Regions from separate parts of the Mus musculus genome. Here all the other regions are linked to region 3. Evidence: chromatin contacts called from public HiChIP or PLAC-seq and promoter capture Hi-C data. All regions are on one chromosome and are shown on one strand. Each heading gives the region's core, a stretch centred on a gene start, on an enhancer-like site or on the middle of the called end of the contact. The rest is flanking DNA. Distances are from core to core; before and after follow the strand shown. Region 1 holds the start of Cmtm5 (CKLF-like MARVEL transmembrane domain containing 5). Region 2 holds the start of Jph4 (junctophilin 4). Region 3 holds the start of Sdr39u1 (short chain dehydrogenase/reductase family 39U, member 1). Region 4 holds the start of Slc22a17 (solute carrier family 22 (organic cation transporter), member 17).

Region 1 (2,840 bases), core at 238-2,737, 960 kb after region 3:
GCTGCAGCCATGTAGGCAGAGATGGAGGCCGTGAAGCAAATGAAGATGATGAAGGTCAGGGCCTGCAGGACCAAGTACGGGGAGCTTTCTGAGGAGACACATGCGTAGGCCAGGCCATGGTTTGCCTGTGGTTAGGGGGCTCCTCTTCTCAGCTGGTACTTCTACCCCAGCCTCACTGAGAAGGAAGAGTTCTCAGTGAAGACACAGAAGTGACTCATCCCTAGTGTCAGGGACCATCAAGGGCATCTCCATCCTCCCACTCCTGCTATCCCAGGAATCTCAGCAACTCCATCAGTTTGGTATCCGCAGAGCCCCAGGGAAGTCCCCGGGGGACACAGAACACAAGGTACACACCAGCCCACAGTACCTCTGCCCTACAAAGCTTTCCCTATTCCTGATGGCTAAAAGTCAGATGCCAAGAGCAGATTCCATGCTGAGAGAGGCTTAGAAGGCAGGATCTTGCTAACTTATAGACCGGCAGATAGGAACGACAGCCTGGGTGAGCACTGTGATCTTGCTCAGTAACCAGGGCAAGCCTGAGACTAGATGGCAATGGGCCACTACTGACAGATAAAGTGTGGCTGCCGGAGATCTGCCCTCTTGGATACTTAAACTTAGACATGTCAAGAAGTAGCCTTCCGGCCCATTGGACACGCAAACTTTATATGCCCCAGTACAGGGGAACGCCAGGGCCATAAAAGGGGAGTGGGTGGGTAGGGGAGAGGGGGTGGGTGGCTATGGGGGACTTTTGGTATAGCATTGCAAATGTAAATGAGCGAAATACCTAATAAAAAATGGAAAAAAAAAAAAAAAAAAAAAAAAAAAAAAAAAAAGAAGTAGCCTTCCTAGAAGCTGGAGGGAAACAGACTGGCCTTCTTCCTGTGCTTCCTCTTCCTCTTCCCACCCTCACCCCAGCTCACTCCCTCAGTATCCTCGAAAGCTATCTTTCCATCTAACTTCCGTCTTGCGGTGAATGATGCATGCTAAGACTGCCTCCAGATAGAGAAGCGGCCGGAAAGCTGGGAGTTGCAGGAGGTAAAGCCTGTGAGTGGAACGACAGAAAACCTGAGAAGGGGGGTGGAAAATGGTGAGCACAGGAGGCCAGCCCAGAGTCATGCCAGGGGGCTGGGATGGGAGAGGTGGGGGCACGAGGTTGGGGAAGGCAGCTGTTACCAGCTCAGTTTCCAGCAGGATGCCTTTGAGGGAAGACAGGAAGGTCTTGTCCACTCCGAAGCCCTGGAGCCCTGCAGCTGCTCCTTCCTCTGGGGGCCGTTCCCGGCGATCCCAAGCACTGAACATCTCTGTGAGGCTCACGGGACACAGACTCTCCCTCACCAGATTCCCAGCAGCCCAGGAAGGGAAACAGAAATCTGGTTAGAGAAGCAGACAGGAGCCTGAAAGTGAAGCAGGGGCCTGCTGTAGGACTCTGGGGAAAGGCAGTAGTAACCAGGGAAGGCTTGCCCGGATGGGCTTCACCCAGCTGTGCCCAGAGTGCCTCTTCCCTGGCCTGCAGGGCCCCTAGGAGGCATGGGGAGGGGTGAGAGAGAGGTGGTTAACCCTCCTCTTCCTCCAGCCTAACCCACCCTGAAGAAGGGAAGAAGGAACAAGGAAAGGGAGAGATGGGGAAGAAACCAGAGGAATTGGGGGGTTAGGAGAGAGACAGGCAGAGCAAGGAGTCCCCAGCAACCAAAGCCTGAGGGATGTCTATGCCCCCTCCCATAACCTTAACCCTCTTATTTGGCTGGGTCTTTCTCTCTTTTCCTTTAAGGGAGGTGGGAACTGGAGCCCAGCCCAGGCAGTACCCTGCTGGACCAAGCTGCAGCAGCCAGAACCAGAGGACAAAGGAGGATTGTTGGGGATACAAGGGGGCGCTGTGTGCCTTCTGCAGTGCCTCAATGGCCTTCTGTCTCTCCTCCATGTTGAGCTGTGTGACCCCCACCCTTGTGTTCAGGGATGGACCAGGGGAGGGGAGAGGAGGAAGGGGAAGGGTGGATGTGGTGGACACCCAAGGAAAGTAGGGAAAGTTGCAGAGTGGAGAAGGACCTAGGGAGAAGGAAGGACCCAGCTGAAGACTAAAGGATGCTCAAGTACCACAGATGCCAAAGACAAATAAGACCACTTTAAACACAGATGTTTATTTGGATAAATCTCTTCACTTTCGATAACAGCTTTCACCTCAGAACCATCCTTCAAGGCAATTACACCTGGCTGCACGCAGAGTTGGCATGCACAAACAAACACAACAAAAGGCAAAGGGGGAGAGGTGGAGAAAGTGCCTGTGCCAGGAGTTGGGGGATTCAGGGGAAAGGAGCCAGGAGTATGGCTTCCAGGGTCAGCAGGCCTTTGGAGTCCGTTCCTGAGTAGAAATGCCACAACAGCATCCTCTAGCAGCACAAGCGGAACCTGCTCCTTCCCAAAAGTGCTTCCAAAAAGTGCAAAAGTCAGAGTTTCTCCCCAAGTCCTCCATCTTGTCCCGGGAGCCTGCTGCTTCAGGTAGGGCTTTGGAGGGCTTGAACCCGGCCCGCATTGGCAAGGTGATTGTACACCTGGCCCTCTCTCCCAACCGGGCATCAGCCTCAGGCAGGTGGTGAGCATGACTAAGCCATGACCCGGGGCCGCACACACACACAAGCCAAGGAGACTCGGTAGAGCCTGCGCTCCAAGCAGTAGCGGCGATGGGTACCTTCCTCGCCATGGCATGGCCGCCGGTAGAAGACCGTCTGGTTGTGGTAAAGTGGGACGGAGTTGCCCAGCGGGTCCATGTGGGAGCCTGTCTGTAGGCTGACGCAGTGTGGGCACAGGCATCGAGCGTGGTACAGGTCCTGGGGGACCCGATTCAA
Region 2 (2,967 bases), core at 392-2,891, 780 kb after region 3:
CCCAAATGGACTCTGGGATTTTTGTTGGTGATGGTTGGTTTTGGTACTGGAGATTGAACTGGGGGCCTTGCACATCCTAGGCACATGCTCTCCTACTAAGCTACACATCCCCAGTACCTGATGGCTACCCTGCTTTGTTCTCAAAAGTGCTTTAAATATGTGGTTCCCTGCTGAGTATGATGTTAAGGTGGCTGTGCCTGTAATCCCAGCACTCGGGGAGGATGAAGGAGGAGCCTGGGGAACATAATGAGACCCTGTTTTAAAAAAAAAAAAAAAAAAAAGAGTAGTCTCTGCCCTGGAGAAACTTCTAGAAAAACACAATGTGATTTAGGGATATAGCTCAGCAGACACACAAGCCTACAGCCTGAGCTCAATCCATGGATCCTAGGTGAGAAGCCAGATGCAGTGGCCCACATCTAAGCCTAGCACTCCTAAGGAAAGATGGGAGTCCACAAGAGGATCAGGCCAACTAGCCTGGAGTACATTACACAGAGGAGACAAGAGCTATCTCAACAAGACAGAAGACAAGGACTTCCTCTGATATCTCTCTCTCTCTCTCTCTCTCTCTCTCTCTCTCTCTCTCTCTCTGACACATGCACACACCACCACCCCACTAATATATACATAGTGTGTAGTATGCACACACATGTGCCTGTGTGTGTGTGTACAAGAGAAATCCCTGTTTATTTCGATCTTCATACTCTTTATTTTACCAAAGTACCCAATGTAACCCTGACTTTAGGGGATGCTCCCAAGCACAGACATCTGGAAGAACTGAAGGGCTCGAAAGACACCAAGCTGCCAGCTAGAGCCCAGTGATAGAGCACGCGCTTTATCCCAAGAACCAGAATTCCGTTCCCAACACCAACAAAAATAAAAGTCTGCGTTTAGTGTTCTACTTCTAGCTTTGCCAACTTTGCCAGTGTGCCCCTTGGTGAATGACTTCCCCCTCGGGGCTCTGGATCTCTTTAAATCAGGTGTGGGGATGAGGGGTGGGCAGCGGGGACTAGGTCCTATGGGGAAAGAAAGGCAATTGAGCACACTGGTGCCTCCTTCCCTGTAAACACGCAGGGGCAGGCCAGAGGAAGCTGAGAAGGGAGGGAATGCAGTACGTGAATACCTGTGTGGTCTACTTGTGCTGTCAATCTGGAGAGTGGACTCGAAGAGGTCGATGATGGGCTTAAGGGGCCACAGCAAAAGCCTGCTCAAGCAAACTTGTGTAATTTGCTGTGTTGTGAAAGAGAAGACTCCAGAGCCCTAAGATCTTGGTGGCCTCCTCAAATTTGAGCCCCCTTAATGAACATACCAACACTCCCTTCAGAGGGCCCATCCTAGACAAACTGTTGGTGTCCGCGGAATATTGTGTGCATTAGCTTAGTGGGGCCTCCAGACAGGGCCCCATCTCAAGCTACCTCTAAAACTGTGACAGGGTGGGCGCTGTCTGGTGGAGGAGTTTGAGCTGAATGGGCAGAGGTATCCACGTTCAAATGCCTCCTGGCTTCCGGCCAAGCAGCTGGCAGGTTCATCCCTCTCCCCAGGGTCCTCATAAACACCACTTCCGGACCTCCTGTCTCCATGTGGGCTCTTCCTGCCGGGATTTCTATTCTCATGCCTGCCCTTTCTCTGCAGAGCTTTCTCCCGCTCGTCGCGAGCCTTATTTCGCTCTCTTCTTCTCCCTATGTGATTCTGCTCCCCTCCTTCCCTCCACCCTTGACTTCTCTCCCTAGCTATCTCTCAAGAGTCCTGGAATGGGTCTCCCTCGCCATCTCCCATGCCGGCTATATCTCCCCCTGCCATAGCTCTCACCCCTGCACCTCATTCTTTGTATTCCTCTCGCACTCCCGGTCTCCCCAGCATCTCTCCTCCCCCGCCTGGCTCTGGCCTCCCCCTGCCTCCCCATCTTAAGACTCCTCCCCCTAGCTCCTCTCCCCTCCCCTCCCTCCACCTCACTCCACTCCCTGCCTGCATGCCACGGTTTCTTTCCACCGTGGGGGTCTCTGAGCCTTCCATTCTCCTCTCCGCCTGCCTTCTCCCTCACCTCAGGGGTAGCGAACCCCCTTTTTTTCTGCCTGAGCATCCTCGCACCACCCCCACTGCCACTGACTCTCTCCCCACCCTCTCCTCTCCGCTTCTCTCTGCCCCTTTAAATCTGCCTGGCCCAGCCTCCCCCTTGATGCTGGGTTTGGAGCAAACATTGATTTGTGCTGGGATGGAATTGGAATTTTGATTTTTTTTTTCCTCTCCCAACCATAAGAAGAAAAAAATAAAAACACCCCTTCTTGATAGCCCCCTCCCCTTTCCCATCCAGCCCCCAGCTCCTCTTCGCTGTCTCCGTTCAAGACAGATTTTTTTCCCCCTACACTTATTCTCATCCCCTCCACCCTGCCACTACCTCACCCCCCACACTAGCCTGCACCTTCAGCCGAGGAAAAGGGACTCTCCCATAGCTCCCCCACCTTCCTTCTCTGGGTTGTAGCAGTCTCTCCGGAAGGGAAGGGGGCTTGGCTTGTCCTGGTGAGGTGTGAGTGGAGGGACCCTGCCATGGAAACTGCGCCTGGGAGGCAGCCTGAGCCCCAGCACACATGGTGAGTAACCTGTCCCCTCCCTTTCGCCAGTCTGCCCATCCCTACCCTCATCCCCCACCCCACCCCCAACATCCCCATTCTACCATCGGCCCACCTGGGGCCGGCTTTCTAGCTAGCTACATTTTTACCCCCTTGCCTCCCCCGCACCCGGGTTTGCTAGCGGAGCCAAAGAATCCAGGCAGAGGGGTCCAAATCGCCAGGAAAGCAGGTGTCGGAAGACCCTGCCCTGGCCCCTCCCAGGTCCCCCACCTCCAACTGCCATCCACGCTCCACACTCTGGGGTTCTGGGTTGGAAAAGTAGGACTCGGGATCAGCGCTGGGACCCCAAGTCCCGGGAGGCGCCCTCTACAAGTTGGGAGGGATGGGAAAGCCCCCTTGCCCT
Region 3 (2,917 bases), core at 130-2,629:
CTCCACCCAGCAGATGACTCAGACAGATAAAGACACCCACAGCCAAACAGTAGATGGAGCTGGGGACTCTTATGGAAGAATGTGAGGAAGAATTGCAGCCCCTAAGGGGATAGCAACTTCACAGGAAGACCAATCGAATCAACTAACCTGGACCTTTGGGGCTCTCAGAGACTTAACTACCACCAAAGAACATACATGGGCTGGACCTAGTCCTCCCTGCACATAGGTAGCAGATGTACAGCTTGGTCTTCCTGTGGGTCCCACATAACTGGAGTGGGGGCTATCCCAAAGGCTGTTGCCTGTGTGTGGGATATGTTTTTCTAGCTTGGCAGCCTTGTCTGGCCTCAGTGGGAAAGGATATGCACCAGACACCAAACTTGGTTCTTAAAGTCCCAGAAGACAGTGTGGTTTCTACTCAAGGCAAAAATGCAGCGTTTCTTGTTTGGTTTCAGACCAGGATTATGCCCAGGGACTGAGGCAAATATTTTACATTTTTACATGTTTACAAAGCAGACATGGCCTCCAGATTCTCCCATCATCCCTCAGACCCTACCTGGCATACCTTGCCTCCAACCTTGAAGTTTCCAGACCAGGGGCCTGGCTGCCCTTCCTCAAGAGGCTCTTCCCTATAAAATTCAGACATTTTGTGCTCTCTCCCTACCCCCTCCCCCATCTCTCCTTCTCCCACCCCGTGTCTCTCTCTGCTCGGTCGCCCTTTCTCTCTTTCTCCTCTCCCCCACTCCTCTCCATGGTGAGTCCCCTGGCCTTAATCCTTGGGGCCAGTTAACTCCCAATAAACCTGCCTTTAATGTAAACTAGTCTGGCTTGAATCGGCTCATTTCACCAGCGGTAGAGAAATGCCTATCATTTCTAAAAGGAAGGGAGAAAGAACAGTAATTTTGGCTGGGCGATCAATCAAAATGATCTACAACTGGGCATTAGACTTGGTGAACTATGTGTTCCTGGAGGGCCCTGAAACGGATGAACTGGGAAGCAGGGCACGGGTGGGATGCACGCTTGTGAGAGCCTTAGCTGCGGAAGCAAGGACAAGAGTGCGCACATGAACTGGAGAAGAAACTCTGACACCCTCGAGTCCTGACAGAAGGAGGCAGAACAGTGAGAAAAGATGAAGAAGAATTCCACAGTGCCCGCCCCCTCCCCACGCCCAGCGCTTCGCGGTCTAGAGTTGTTCTTTAGGAGCGGATCCTTTCTGCACTTCGTCCTCCATCTCTTTTGCGTCATCCACCCCTCTTCCCAGAGAAATTTATGGTCCTTCGCTATTACTATAACTCCTTCCGGGTCGGGGGAGGGTGGGGCACACCTAGTACTGAGATTCGCGTGAGGTGAGGCTCGTAGTCGCGTCCGGTGTTTAAATCTCGCGCAGGCGTGCTAGCTCCCTGTCGCTATGCGGGTGCTTGTAGGTGAGGGAGGGCAGAGTGGCGGGCCGGCTTAGGCTGTAGCCGAGAGCTGAGAAAACAGGCCCACAGGGTGCAGTCTCCTAAGCAGGCAACCTAGCCTTGGTTTCCCAGCCCCAAAAGCTGAATCTGTGCGACCCTGTGACTTTTGTCACCTCTGCATCGCGGGGTGGGTTGGAGAGGCCTGATGTCAGATGGGGACCGCACCCAAAGGGGCCGCCAGCAGATGACCTACCGCCACCCCGCTGAGTAAACAGTTTGTGCTCCCCCATCAGGTGGCGGGACGGGATTCATTGGGACAGCCGTAACCCAGCTGCTGAGAGGCAGGGGCCACGAAGTTAAATTGGTCTCCAGACAGCCTGGCCCGGGTCGAATCACGTGGGTAGGTCGAGCTTCTGGAAGGTGGGTGGGAGGGCAATTTGCGCGGGAAGGACAGTACCAGCCGGCACTGTACTTTCTCCCACAGAGTGAACTCAGTGAGTCGGGGCTGCCCCTCTGCGATGTTGTCATCAACCTGGCTGGAGAGAATATCCTCAACCCTCTGCGAAGGTCAACAGGGCCATAAAGCAGTTATCACCTGTACAGGGGGGAGAGAGGGTCGATGCCTGTGACCCGTGCATGGTAGACATAAACTTGTGCAAGTGTCCCCTTAAGCCTTTGGAGCCTGTTATATATCAGCGTCTACTAAAGCCCAGTGTTGTGGATAAAGAGATATAGCCCATGCCTATTGGGGGCCGGGGGAGAGAGTCCTATCTTCTTAGCCACCCCGAGCTATGCATTAAGACAGGCTTAGGACAACAGACTTACTGGGAGGGGAGCCGGATGAGTGGGGAGGATATGGTCTAGGTGCATGTCTGCACTTTTGACCTTTTCTTTCATTTTCTCTGCAGATGGAATGAAACCTTCCAAAAAGAGGTTCTTACGAGCCGCTTGGATACTACCCACTTGCTAGCCAAAGCCATCACCGAAACTGCGCACCCACCTCAGGCTTGGATTCTAGTCACAGGTGTAGGTACGCTCCCAAATCACCAGCCTCTTACATTAACGGAGCCAGGGAGAACAGAGCAAGCAGTTGAGGCACTTGGGGCTTGCACCCGAATCACAGGTCCTTCCCAGGGTCACTGCCTAGGCCTCCAGCCTTGCAGGTTCTTCCTGACCCAGATCTGTACTGTCACAGTCTGGTCTTTATGGGTGTGGAAAGGCAGAATGGGGGTGTGGGGTACTTGGCTAGAGAGCCTTTATTGGGAGCCCTCAGAGAAAGAGGTGTGGTACGGGTCCTAGTGCGCACAGAAGGCATCTCCCCACTCCCACACCCCTTGCTTTTTTGCACTGCAGTTCTTTATGAAGAGCTCCCTTTGTTGTGTCTCCTTTGAGACCACACAATTGCAAACAATTAAAATGAGTAGTAGCCACCATACTATTATATACATATTATTTAATCCTTACAACTTTATGAGGTAGGTACAGTTACTCCCATACTGAGGATGCAGATTTTTTTCATA
Region 4 (2,940 bases), core at 12-2,511, 990 kb after region 3:
AAATCAGACCTTCATTTGGAGTTCTGACAAGGTGGTTCACCATACAGGCCTGGAAATCACTCTTTTCTCCAGAACCCTTGAAAAGATGGAAGACAGGAACTGTCAAGTTAGCCTCTGACCTCCAACAAACACAGCATGGCCTGCATACCTACACACACGCATCATGTACTTGCACAGTAATACATTTTTAAAAAAATGAAACATCTGCATTATAAAAAAAAAAGATGGATCCATCTGCATCACAAGTAACATGGAGAGAAGCAGAGTGGCCTCTGCACACCAGTCAGTCCACCCTGAGTGAGAGGACTGTGGAGTAGCAGAGTAGGAAGAGTTTTATAAGGGTCTTGACATGAGATGAAGGCATTCCAAGGGCACACACCGAACATCGGACCTCACCATCGGTGGATGGTGAAGGCACCGTTGTTTCAAAGAGGGAAGCATTCGAAGATACCCAGATTAATGGAGAGGGTGTTGCATGATTGTTCTCTTGAGGCCTCTATGAGACATTCACGCTTATGTGGGCTCCCAAGAGGTTGCTTCACCGACTTGGGACTCTAAGAAGAGGTGGGAACAGGAAGCAGTTGTGTCTTGTCTGGGTCGACGGTGTCTAATACAAATAGTGCGGAGGTAAAGGCATGAGATGGTAAGGTACACATAACGCTGAACAGGAGAAGGAACATGTGACTGCCATGGAGAAAATGGACAGGAGAAAAAAGCCACAAGGTGAGACTTGGCAGTCAAGGGAGGAAGGTTAGAAGGTGGTCAGCAGTGCCAAACGTTGCTGGAAAATGGTGATCCAACCGAGTTCGGTGTGGGGAAACGCAGAGACTTGTTCCCCTGAAGAGAATGGAAGCTAAAGAGCAGAAGCAGGGTGCCAACGGATTCGTCCATCTGCATAAACCACACTCCCCTAGAAACCACCTCTAAGGGCATTTTGTCCATCCTTTAATCCTTCGCACACTGCCTGGGATACAGTAGGCACTTACTAAATTGTATCGATAAAATTAATGTGAAAGGGTGGAGAATGGAAGGATGAACGAGTGACAGGGAAGAACTGGAATAAGGAGGCATCTCAGGCGCTTGTCCCCGCTATATCCTTCACTTTTTTTTTTTAAACCGCAATGGCCTGCAGCTCCCAAGAAACAAACGATGGAGACCCCAGCCCATCCTTCAACGGGGGGCCTTGGCCCCCCTTTATCTCTGACGAACAGTCTGGACCCAGGTTCTGCTGACGTGGGAAGGGGAGGAGAGTCTGGAGGAAGGGGAGGGGAAAGCAGCGCAGAGACCGTAGAGACGGAGGAGGCGCCCGCGGCTGCAGAGCTGCAGAGCGGGGTCTCCCGGCCCTCTGCGTCCTAGCTCTCCGCACCTAGCCCAGCCAGACAGCAGCTCATTCTCTCGGCGCGGCCCATAGGGCCCCAGCGGTCGGCAAGCTGGCTCCCCGAGTAGCCACCGGGACCCCCGAGCCCAATGGCGGGGGCGGCAACAAAATCGACAGCGCCGTGGAGATCGCCCCCGGCTCCAATGGAGTAAGTGTCTGCGCCCCGGGGGGCCTCGGGCGACCTTTCCCCGCCCGTGCTGCGCGCCCGGCCTCCCACCCGCGGTCCCCGCGTGCCCGCGGCCTCCCCCGCCTCACCTTCTCTCCCCCACCCCTCGCCGCAGCAGGTCGGGAGCCTCGGAGATGCGGTCCCCCCCGAGCAGCTGCAGGGTGAGCGGGAGCGCCGGCGGGAGGGGGAGGGCGACGCGCTGGGCAGCAGCCTGTCGCTGGCCGCGCCCCCGGGACCCCTCAGCTTCGAGGCTCTGCTCGCCCAGGTGGGGGCCCTGGGTGGCGGCCAGCAGCTGCAGCTCGGCCTGTGCTGCCTGCCCGTGCTTTTCGTGGCGCTGGGCATGGCCTCAGACCCCATCTTCACGCTGGCGCCCCCGCTGCACTGCCACTACGGCGCCTTGCCCCCCAACGCTTCGGGCTGGGAGCAGCCCCCCAACTCCAGCGGCGTCAGTGTCGCCGGCGCGGCCCTAGCAGCCAGCGCCGCCAGCGGAGTCGTCACCAGTACGGACCCCTCGTGCAGTGGCTTCGCCCCACCAGACTTCAACCACTGCCTGAAGGACTGGGACTATAACGGACTGCCCGTGCTCACCACCAATGCCATCGGCCAGGTGAGGCGGCCGGGCGGGACCTGGAGTGGGAGCGGGCCAGGGCATCGAGGACCCTGCCTCATGCGACTGCACCACTCTCACGTCCCCAGTGGGATCTGGTGTGTGACCTGGGCTGGCAGGTGATCCTGGAGCAGATCCTCTTCATCTTGGGCTTTGCCTCCGGCTACCTGTTCCTCGGTTACCCCGCGGACAGGTGAGGATGTTGTGGGGGGTAGGGCAGATAGAAAAAAGAAGGGTTGCAGACAGAGCTAGGGTTTGAACAAACCCTGAGCTGCTGGGTTTGCAAGAGGACGCGGATGGTCCCGTTGTCTATCCTCGGCAGCCTCCTCTGGACTCCTGTGTAACTACTGTTTCCTCGCCCCATCAAGAAATACACATTCTATACCCACTTCCACACAAGGAAATGACCACACACTCGTGACCCAGTCACTATCAGAAGATCTGTATCCATGAGACAGTGGAGAGGCTTCATCTCAAACGTTAATCGATTCTTCAACAAAAACCTGGCCTCCACATTACATGTTCCATCTCCCTCTCGTTGCCCTTACAATCCCAGATTCATCTTCACTGGCTAATAACCTACTAACGACTGTTAGCTCATCTCAGTAGCCACATTACTAAAACTTAATGTTAATCCCCAAATATAACCAGCTTCATTCCCATTGACCAATAAGTTAACTTCACAAACGGATCACACACACACACACACCATCTCTGACCAGGGCTCCAGCCCCTACAGTTGTCAATTATCTCTGCTAGATAACTCTCTGAGTAACTCACACTTCCATG

Evidence for each region. Promoter capture Hi-C pulls out the DNA fragments that hold promoters and counts their contacts. HiChIP or PLAC-seq counts read pairs in DNA pulled down with a chosen protein or histone mark.
Region 1: an H3K4me3 HiChIP or PLAC-seq map of bone marrow-derived macrophages shows a contact between it and region 3, with 6 times the contacts expected there. The contact joins the promoter of Cmtm5 here to the promoter of Sdr39u1 in region 3. A contact is called at or near these places in 2 of 39 promoter capture datasets (cranial neural crest and pre-B cells) and 1 of 115 datasets of contacts at active chromatin or transcription factors (bone marrow-derived macrophages).
Region 2: a promoter capture Hi-C map of hematopoietic stem and progenitor cells shows a contact between it and region 3, with 4 times the contacts expected there. The contact joins the promoter of Jph4 here to the promoter of Sdr39u1 in region 3. A contact is called at or near these places in 6 of 39 promoter capture datasets (3T3-L1-derived adipocytes, the C10 cell line, embryonic stem cells and 3 more) and 3 of 484 Hi-C or Micro-C datasets (all in embryonic stem cells).
Region 4: a promoter capture Hi-C map of liver shows a contact between it and region 3, with 5 times the contacts expected there. The contact joins the promoter of Slc22a17 here to the promoter of Sdr39u1 in region 3. A contact is called at or near these places in 2 of 39 promoter capture datasets (liver and pre-B cells).

What each region holds. Positions count from the first base shown.
Region 1 is chr14:54,935,117-54,937,956 of GRCm38.p6, reverse strand. It overlaps Cmtm5 (CKLF-like MARVEL transmembrane domain containing 5), which reads right to left and starts at 1,487. Exons shown (of 5, transcript NM_026066.2): 1 at 1,174-1,487; 2 at 1-62. The coding sequence starts at 1,299. It overlaps Il25 (interleukin 25), which reads right to left. Exons shown (of 3, transcript NM_080729.3): 3 at 2,120-2,840. The coding sequence ends at 2,598.
Region 2 is chr14:55,115,609-55,118,575 of GRCm38.p6, reverse strand. It overlaps Jph4 (junctophilin 4), which reads left to right and starts at 1,641. Exons shown (of 6, transcript NM_177049.5): 1 at 1,641-2,585.
Region 3 is chr14:55,898,694-55,901,610 of GRCm38.p6, reverse strand. It overlaps Sdr39u1 (short chain dehydrogenase/reductase family 39U, member 1), which reads left to right and starts at 1,379. Exons shown (of 6, transcript NM_001082975.1): 1 at 1,379-1,421; 2 at 1,691-1,797; 3 at 1,882-1,964; 4 at 2,306-2,427. The coding sequence starts at 1,406. Khnyn (KH and NYN domain containing) reads right to left here. Exons shown (of 8, transcript NM_027143.3): 8 at 2,831-2,917.
Region 4 is chr14:54,911,453-54,914,392 of GRCm38.p6, reverse strand. It overlaps Slc22a17 (solute carrier family 22 (organic cation transporter), member 17), which reads left to right and starts at 1,261. Exons shown (of 10, transcript NM_001360406.1): 1 at 1,261-1,526; 2 at 1,660-2,151; 3 at 2,241-2,344. The coding sequence starts at 1,885.